Linked DNA regions of Capra hircus: region 1 is linked to region 2. Evidence: chromatin contacts called from public Hi-C data. All regions are on one chromosome and are shown on one strand. Each heading gives the region's core, a stretch centred on a gene start, on an enhancer-like site or on the middle of the called end of the contact. The rest is flanking DNA. Distances are from core to core; before and after follow the strand shown.

Evidence for each region. Hi-C and Micro-C count contacts between places; a contact is called where the count stands out from the background.
Region 1: a Hi-C map of blood shows a contact between it and region 2, with 4 times the contacts expected there. The contact joins two enhancer-like sites. A contact is called at or near these places in 2 of 5 Hi-C or Micro-C datasets (both in blood).

The regions. Positions count from the first base shown.
Region 1 is chr11:45,351,789-45,355,977 of ARS1.2, forward strand. It overlaps UXS1 (UDP-glucuronic acid decarboxylase 1), which reads left to right. Exons shown (of 15, transcript XM_018055321.1): 10 at 973-1,092; 11 at 1,566-1,609. Among named protein-coding and RNA genes, the nearest start is that of UXS1, 48 kb to the left of the region's middle. Within about 2 kb of position 1,708, at least 2 of the 5 cell types and tissues checked have an H3K27ac peak or open chromatin away from gene starts, as enhancers often do.
Region 2 is chr11:45,273,816-45,278,327 of ARS1.2, forward strand. No RefSeq gene overlaps it. Among named protein-coding and RNA genes, the nearest start is that of UXS1, 30 kb to the right of the region's middle. Within about 2 kb of position 3,211, at least 1 of the 5 cell types and tissues checked has an H3K27ac peak or open chromatin away from gene starts, as enhancers often do.

The sequences.
Region 1 (4,189 bases), core at 458-2,957, 76 kb after region 2:
GTCAGCACACTTGCCCCAGGACTTGTGTCTGCCCAGGTGAGCAGTGCGTCCCAGCTGTCTAGAAGTGCCCCCCCGCGAGGCCTGCCCTGTGGGTTGGGGGCATGTGTGGGTCCCCACTCTCCACAGCCCTCACTTACTCCTGGTGGGGGGCCCTTCGGTCCAGGAGACACATGTCTGTTGTCTGGTGGGTTGCTCTAAGAGTTCACTGTTTCAGAGCAGGTGATAGAAACAGTTATCACTGACAAAGCAGCCTGTGAAATTAATAGTTTGCAGAAGGCTTTGGGGGTTTAAAAAATACATACTTTCCTGATTACATGTTTGAAAGTGTGTTTTCCCCAATTACAGAAGTAATAGATGTTTATTGTAATGAAAATATAGGAACGTTGGAAACAACATGCAGAAGAGAGTGAAGGTTGTACAATCTCACCACGTGGGACTCCCATTGCTGTGATCAGTGTTAAGCGTGTATCTTCCCAGGCGTTGAGCTGATCGCTTGTATCAGGTGCTAGGTGGTCTGTTTTTTCACTAAACAGATGAGTTTTTCAGCAGAACAGAGGGGATGTAGGTACAGTGTGGTCCTTTCCCAGGACAAAGTGCTGTCTTACTTTCCTTCAAATCAGCTGTTAAACATTCACTGACGTTTAAATCTGTTGAGTGATGAATTTACACAAAACTATGTGAAAGAGATTGGGAAATAGATGCATAGCATGATGCTTGTTGAGAAAATAGATACTTATTTCCTGGGGCAAAAAATGTACACCCATCATTTCCTCTTGCCCCGATTAACTGCCTCGGGTTTCTGCAGTGTGTTCACATCAGGGGCTCACTCACAGGGGCTCCTGTGAGTTTGGGGTGACTCTGCAGACTCCAGGCTTAATTACAGAGCACACACATCCCGTGTGTGCAGGGCAAGACCCCTGTATCCAGAAGGAGCAGCCACGAGGCATGGGGCTCACATTCTCTCTGTTGCAGGAGGGCGTGGAAGTGCGTGTGGCCAGGATCTTCAACACCTTCGGGCCCCGAATGCACATGAATGATGGCCGGGTGGTCAGCAACTTCATCCTGCAGGCTCTGCAGGGGGAGCCGCTCACAGTGCGTGGCCAGCAGGCGGGCGTGGGGATGTTTTCTGGGGGGGCTCGGAGTAAGGGCGTCCCATCCAGGGGAGCTGGCCCTGAGTCCCATGTCCCTGCTGCCCTCGGAGGGAGGGAGGGAGGGAGCCTTTGGGAGCTGTGACTGAGGACGGGCTCAGGTTACCCTGTCCCCAGCCACAGACACCCTGGTGCCTTGGGCGCAGGGTCTGCCTGTGAAGACCCCTCTACATGCTTTTGGCCGCTCCCCCTGGGAGGGGTGTCTCTGTACTCAGGGCCCCTCAAGGTGCCTCTGGGGGAGGTTCCAGGTCTGGTGGCGGCCTTCCCACAGTAGGACCCTGGGGTGTCATCCATGGGGGCTGGACCCTCTCCCACGTGACCTGGCAGGGCCTGGAGCCGCAGCCTCTGGATCCCGAGGGCATCAGGGTTGAGGTCCCTGTCTGCGGTTTCAGGACCCTCACTGTCATCTCCCCGCAGGTGTACGGATCTGGATCGCAGACGAGGGCCTTCCAGTACGTCAGGTAAGACTCCGGGCGCAGCTCCCATCTGAGCTGCTCCGCCTCTGGCGGGACTGATTGCTCTGCTCCTCCGTGGGTGCCTGGGATCTCTGTGAGCGGAGGTCAGACGTGCTGGTCCCTTGCTGCCCCCTAGTGTCTGGTCGGCAGACCCACCGGCCCTGCCGGCCACCCGGGGGCTCCAGGTCAGCCTGGTGAGGCGCTGGCCTCTGCATCCAGCAGGCTCGCAGATGTTGGAATCAGACCCTGTGGACACGGCCTCCTGGGTGGACGAGATCGTCATCATTGAGGGAAAGATAAGGCCGAGTGTCGTATTGTCAAGGAGTGTGGTGTCAAAACTACACGCAGTTAAAGGCATTTTTAATAACTTTGTTGAATTATCTTGCAGGTAATATTTACATTTTCTAGGTCATCCTCCTAAATCTAGCTTTTTTGTCAGCCAGTTTGGTTGGTGACAAGTTTTACAGTGCAGTCTAGGTTCTAAGAGTTACTGTGTGAGCAGTTACATCTTCCAGACTGTTCTCCCACGTGCCAGGAGGTGGTGAGTCCTGCATCGTTCTGTGGTGTCCTGAATCACTGGGCACATGCTAGTTGTGTGTTTTGGTACCTTGTGCACTAGGAAACGCCATTCCTGGTGCCCTGTGGCCACCCCGGGGGTGCTGTCAGGGGAAGTGGAGGCAGGTAGCCACCAGCCCCACCCCGGCCCAGGGAGTCACCCTAACTTTTGCCTGGCTTAAAAGAGAGAAAAAATTAAACATGTAACCACTGTAGATTTTTTTTTTTCCCATGCAAGTGTTTGTGAGTTTTCACATTTAGTCCAGAGGAACGTTGTGAGTAAATGTATATAATGAGCAGTGTTTTTTTCTCACACCTGTTAGTATGTTGGCCAGGAGGGCAAAGTGCCTGAGACCATCTTGTCACTGGCCCACTTTGTTGCCCAAATATTCTAAGAAGGGATTTGAGCACAACCTAGCAGCCTGTTTCCAGGTCAGGGCACTTGACCCCAGAGCCATGCACGCTGAGGGAATGGGCGAGGTCTGTGTCAGTGTGGGGACTGCTGGGGGGAGGGGTGTGTCTGCATCAGATACCACCTGCTTTAGTGAAACATCTCCATCCCACCCCCCACCCCTCTGCGCACTTCTCAGGGATCTTGGCATCTTAGTCACATTGAATCTCCTCCAACAGCCTCATCAAGGCTCCCAGACTCCTCCAGCCATACCACCTCGTGGAATATTCCAGAGTCTGTACAGTAAACAAGACATCAATCAAAACACATTCTTATTTCAAAGGCATCAATCAGATATGAAATCATTTAAAGTAGCCTCTCAGGTGCTTTTTTTTTGCTGATGGTTAAAGTCTTTTAAGCATTACGTGATACGTGGGTTGCATTCTGTCCCAGCCAGGACAGGACACGCCTTGCTGCCCACCCTGTACAGCCTATGTGCCCCTTACTGACCAGACACCAGTGTCTGGTGTTTTAGAGACCTTGATGCGGTCACTGGAGTGTTTCTGGGGACCTTCTGGGCAGAATATCTCTTCATGGGGCTTTGCTGTCTGCTGGTCTTGCTTCTGGGGTCACTGGGCCCTGATACATGAGGCTTCCCCGACCTCCCCAAACTTGGGGAACGAGCTTCCCTGGCCTCCACTCTACCTTGTTCAAGGCTTGGCCAAGATGGTCAGCTCACCAGGGCTAGGCTGTTTTAAATAAGCTAGTTTATAGAAACTGAGACTCTTCTACTTCACAGTTACTAATCAAAAGGCACAGTGTCGGGACCTTGCATTGCTGAACTAAGTTACCCATTTCCAAAATCCACGGTTGCCTTGAAGCAGCATGGCACAGTCTCTGAGTGACTGTTGGGGTCTCAGGGTGGCCTGTGCGCCGATGTCTTGTCCTGTCTGTGCCTGGTGCTCTCGTAGGCAGATTGCATCCTCACCCCATCACAGAGGCAATGCAGTGTTGTCTTAAAAAGTAGCTTTGTCAAAATGACACTTTAAAAGAACTTCAGGTTAAATGGATATAATCTATGCAACTCTGACCTTAGAAGTGGATGGTTTGTTGCATAAAAGATGCATGCCTCATCTCCACCTCCACCGAATGATTGCATGATGCTATCACCTTCCAGCTTAGTATGGGGATCACTCCCCCTCCATTTCAGTGTTAAAAACCCATGGATGCTACTGAACAGCAGCTTTCAATTTCATTCCAAATAGGCAGAGACGTGTGTCATCAGAGGGGGAGTTGGGATGTGGTCACTACCGCCATAGTGATGGAGGGGCCTGTGTTCGTTTCTAGCAGAGAGGAAACATCCTGGGTCACCGAGTGTCTATCTGCATCTGTGCTTGATCTGCAAGAGCAGAGTGGACTTCAGGCATGTTCCCAAAACACCCACTGGTTGTAAACAAGATCCTAGAAAATCGTGTTTGCTAAATAGCAACCCCCCCCCCTGATTTTTTTTCCCCTTGATTTAAAGGAGAGGGGGAAATGAAGGTGTTCTTTCGGAGGTAAGCACAGTAACGTGCTCCTTACTGGTTGTGATGGAGGAGGAAGGAGAGGCTCCCAGTGGCTGCGTGTGCAGAACCCCCACA
Region 2 (4,512 bases), core at 1,961-4,460:
AAGCAGGGAAGCGTGAGTTCAGCAGTCAACTAGGGAGGGGTGAGTGTTGGCCTTGACAATCTCAGTTCTGTTCCATTCTTTCCTCCCTCCCCCATCGTGGCCCTGGAGCAGGGCAGTGAGTTTCTGCCAGCCTTGCTCCTCAGGCTTAAGTGACCACACCTAGCCGGTGAGAATCTACAAGACGAACAGCAGAGAAAAGGGGTGGGAAGTCCCTGAGATGATGGCAGAGCTGAAAGGACAACATCACCCTCAGATGAGCAGAGGCAGAGGGATGGGGGGACCTGGAAAAGCTGGTTATTTGGGGAAATCAGGAACTAAGATTACAAGTATTTATGTTTAAATATAACCTGTATGCTCAGCAGAGTAAGGATGAGATAATGCCATTTGCAGCAACATGGATGGAGAAAATCACTGCAGATGGTGATTGCAGCCATGAAATTAAAAGACGCTTACTCCTTGGAAGGAAAGTTATGGCCAACCTAGATAGCGTATTCAAAAGCAGAGACATTACTTTGCCAACAAAGGTCCATCTAGTCAAGGCTATGGTTTTTCCATTGGTCATGTATGGATGTGAGAGTTGGACTGTGAAGAAAGCTGAGTGCCGAAGAACTGATGCGTTTGAACTGTTGGAGAAGACTCTTGAGAGTCCCCTGGACTTCAAGGAGATCCAACCAGTCCATTCTGAAGGAGATCAGCCCTGGGATTTCTTTGGAAGGAATGATGCTAAAGCTGAAACTCCTGTACTTTGGCCACCTCATGCGAAGGATTGACTCATTGGAAAAGACTCTGATGCTGGGAGGGATTGAGGGCAGGAGGAGAAGGGGACGACAGAGGATGAGATGTCTGGATGGCATCACTGACTCGATGGACATGGGTTTGGGTGAACTCCGGGAGATGGTGATGGACAGGGAGGCCTGGCGTGCTGCGATTCATGGGGTCACAAAGAGTCGGACACGACTGAGCGACTGAACTGAACTGGATGGACCTAGAGGTCATCATACTGAGTGAAGTAAGTCAGACAGAGAGAGATAAATCTATGATGTCACTTATACGCAAAAACTTTGAAAAGATGACACAAATGAACTTATCTATAAAATAGAAACAGACTCACAGACTTAAAGAATGAAATTATGGTTGCCGGGGGGAAGGGAGGGAAGGATGGGGGGAAGGGACAGTTAGGGAGCTTGGGATGGACATGTACACACTGCTCTGTTTAAAACGGATAACCCACAGGACCTACTGTATAGCACACGGAGTTCTGCTCAGTTAGGTAACAATCTAATTGGAGAAAGAATTTTAAAAAGAATAGATACATGTATATGTGTAAATATACATATTTACTGGATATGGATACTGGATAAGAATACTGGAGTGGGTTGCCATTCCCTTCTCCAGGGGATCTTCCTGACCCAGGGACTGAACCCGGGTCTGCTGCATTGCAGGCTCACATGGCTACCACCTGAGCCACCAGGGAAACTCCACACATATGTGTAAGTATATATGTATACATATATACGCATTATATATATTATATTAAATAAAAAATAAGCATATACATACCATACTGGCATATACAAAATATGTATATTATATATATGTATAAAACTTATATGGGAGAAATAAAACTTGATATTACAGGTACCATATTTTTAAGGGAAAAATGAATATATGGCTGGACAAAAAAAAATGTTTCTGAATTCTTATGTGAAAATCTATAAACGTATCTGAAAATGAAGCCCTTTTGAAGGAGTCCATAGAACGTGTGCTCAAGAGCAAACCCCTCGATGGACTCCTGGTGTGCTCCTACCAGCCCAGGGGGACAGCCTCCTTCCTCCTGAGGAGCAGGGAACCAACATTGCAGCCTCAGTTTTCACCAGCATGGCCGAAGGCTGCTCCTGCTGGTGTCTTCTCCTGGGTGCTTCTGGAATGTTCTGAGCAAGCCGGGCCTGGCAAAGAAACCTCTCGGTGGAGAACCCCAGGTGCTTGCAATAGAAGCTTACAGAACACCTAGGGAGGACCACACCTGAGGGGCCTCTGGCACCATCAGCATCCTCTGTGCATGCAGGTGGGAGGCAGCCGGCAGACCGCGATACAGCCTGTAGATGTGGCCCCTGGGACCGGTGCACCGGGAGACACAGACCACTGCCTGGCCTCCCCGGCTCCTGGGGAGCAGCTGTTCAGTCTCAGGAACAGCCAGTCAGGTCTGTTCGCACAACTCCTCTCTGCTCGTGGGGCAGGAGACGTCCTCCAGGCAGTTCTGACCCCGGGTCACCAAGTTCACCAGGCCCCGAGGTAAAGACAGAAAAGTGTTCTCTGGGAGCCACCCTGGCCAGCTGTGCCTGTCAGCGAGGGCTTTGACCTGGACACTGGGCAGAAGGTGACCCCTGGGACGTGAAGGGGTGCCTTCTTTATTTTGCTGGCTACTTGGGAGTTTTCATACATCCAAGCTGACAGGATACCCTGGACATGACGTGCAGAATGAAAAAAAAAAAAAAAAAAGACCATTTACAACTTAGTTTGTGGTTTCTGCAGACATTTCACTTTCCTGATTTAGTCTGAATTCAGATCTGCCCCAACGTTCGTGTCCCCGTCAAGCTAACACTATTTAAACGTTTAAATTGGCCAAAAGCATGTGTAACTGGATGAATTTTTGTCATGTCGTCGAATCTGAGTCAGTCTCTCACCCACCTTTGAAGGTACAAGACTCATTTCTCTGATTGTTTGCCTTCTGAAGTTCGATCATAGAGCATCTCTAAGCAGAGTTTATGACATGATCAACTTGAGATTAAAAATATCCATCTCATATTTTTGGGTTTCACAGCTGCTGCTGCTTCAAAAACCCATCGCTTTGCTGTGTTTATTGTCGTATCATTTATAATATGTCCATAAATCCAGAGCCGATTATTCCAGTTTCTCATTTGCTGCCAAGAAAAAGTCCTCCACCATCTCAGCTTCTCCACTGATGGATCCTTTCCATAAGAAAATTAGAAAGCTTCCAACAATGCGTCTGATGTACAACTTATGATTTTTTCTCCTTTCCAAATGACACAGGCTTCCCAGAAGGCGCTAGTGGTAAAGAAAGTGCCTGCGGATGCAGGAGGTTGCGCAACTAAAAACAACGAAACAACATGGACCCAGGGAAAGAGGGTTGAAGATGATGCCTGCGCCCACCTCTGGGGCCGGAGGAGCAGGGCTGGGGCGTGGCCAGAATGTACCAGTGAGGGGGAAAACCTGTGCCCAGCATCCAGCCTCTCCCCTCCTCCGGAAGGGATCGATCGGAGCGCCACAGCTTAGCCGCTGTATCTCCCGGATTCCCTGGACCAAATCCCTGGCTTCGCGGAGTGCTTTGTCCCTAAACATCTGCATGTACAGCTGCCGAGGAGGAGGCATTGTGGCCTCTGAAATGATGTTTTTTTCCTCCTACTGTCCATTTCTTACAACACTGTTGGGGAGGTTTAACCATGATTCATCTTGGTTTCTTGTAGTAGTAGTATTATTGTCATTGTTGTTAGCGGAAAGTCTCCGCGCGTTTGGGCAGGAACAGAGAGCAAGTCTCTCCTGCTTCTGTGATTTGCAGACAGAAGGGCCGATGCTTTTCCCACTCTGCGTCCCTCCCCCCACTTCAGTCTGCCCTTCTTCCTCCTTTGTCACCATGACCTCTTCTCCTTCTAAAGAAACTCTACTGGCAGTTTCCCCTGTGGGGAATCTCTGTTTGGGAGAAAGTTTCCTTTCCGGGTTTAGGGCCTTCCTGTGCCTGACCCCAACCTCTCAGCACCTCACACAGCCCTGCAGACACCCCAGGGCCCCCTCCAGCTCAGCAGGCCCCACCAGTGCCCGCCCTCCCCCCGGAGCTGTCCTGCCTTCTCTCTGCTCCCTCCGGAGGAGGACCAAGGGCCCCCTGGTCCTGGCACAGGCACTGGGGTGGGTAGGGATCTCTCAGCACCCGGCTCTCCTGGAGGTGCTGGATGCAGGTCTCTGCCTGAGCTGTCTGGTGCCACAGGCTGCCCTGCCACCCAGAGCTCCGTCTAGAAGAGAATCTGCCGAAGAGAGGGGATATGCTGAGAGAATCTGGCAAGAGCAGCACTGACGTGAGCCTTCTTTGCAGCTAAGATGTTTCTGTTGTCGAATATCTATGACCTGCCCCTCACATCCGTCTATGAACTTGTGGAGGAAAGCTATCCTATTTATCCATCTTCCTACCCCTAGGGCCTGTGATGGTGCCCATCATGGAAAAGACACAATCAATCATGGTTGCACTGAATTAAAGTCATGTTTCTTGCTGGAAACTGTGGTTCATACCGGGTCTAGACAACTACTGGGAAGTAAGAGATGTGTGCAGTCCATACAGTTTTGAAGACCCAAACACATTTTCTTTTCTTGAAGGGACAGCAGGAGAATAAATAAACCAAGGAGACCTGAGGTCAAAGTGCTAACATCTGAGCCCCTCGTTGATAAACTTCACGGATGGACGCTCCCTTGTTTAGAAAAATAATTGGTGTAAAATTTTCAAAC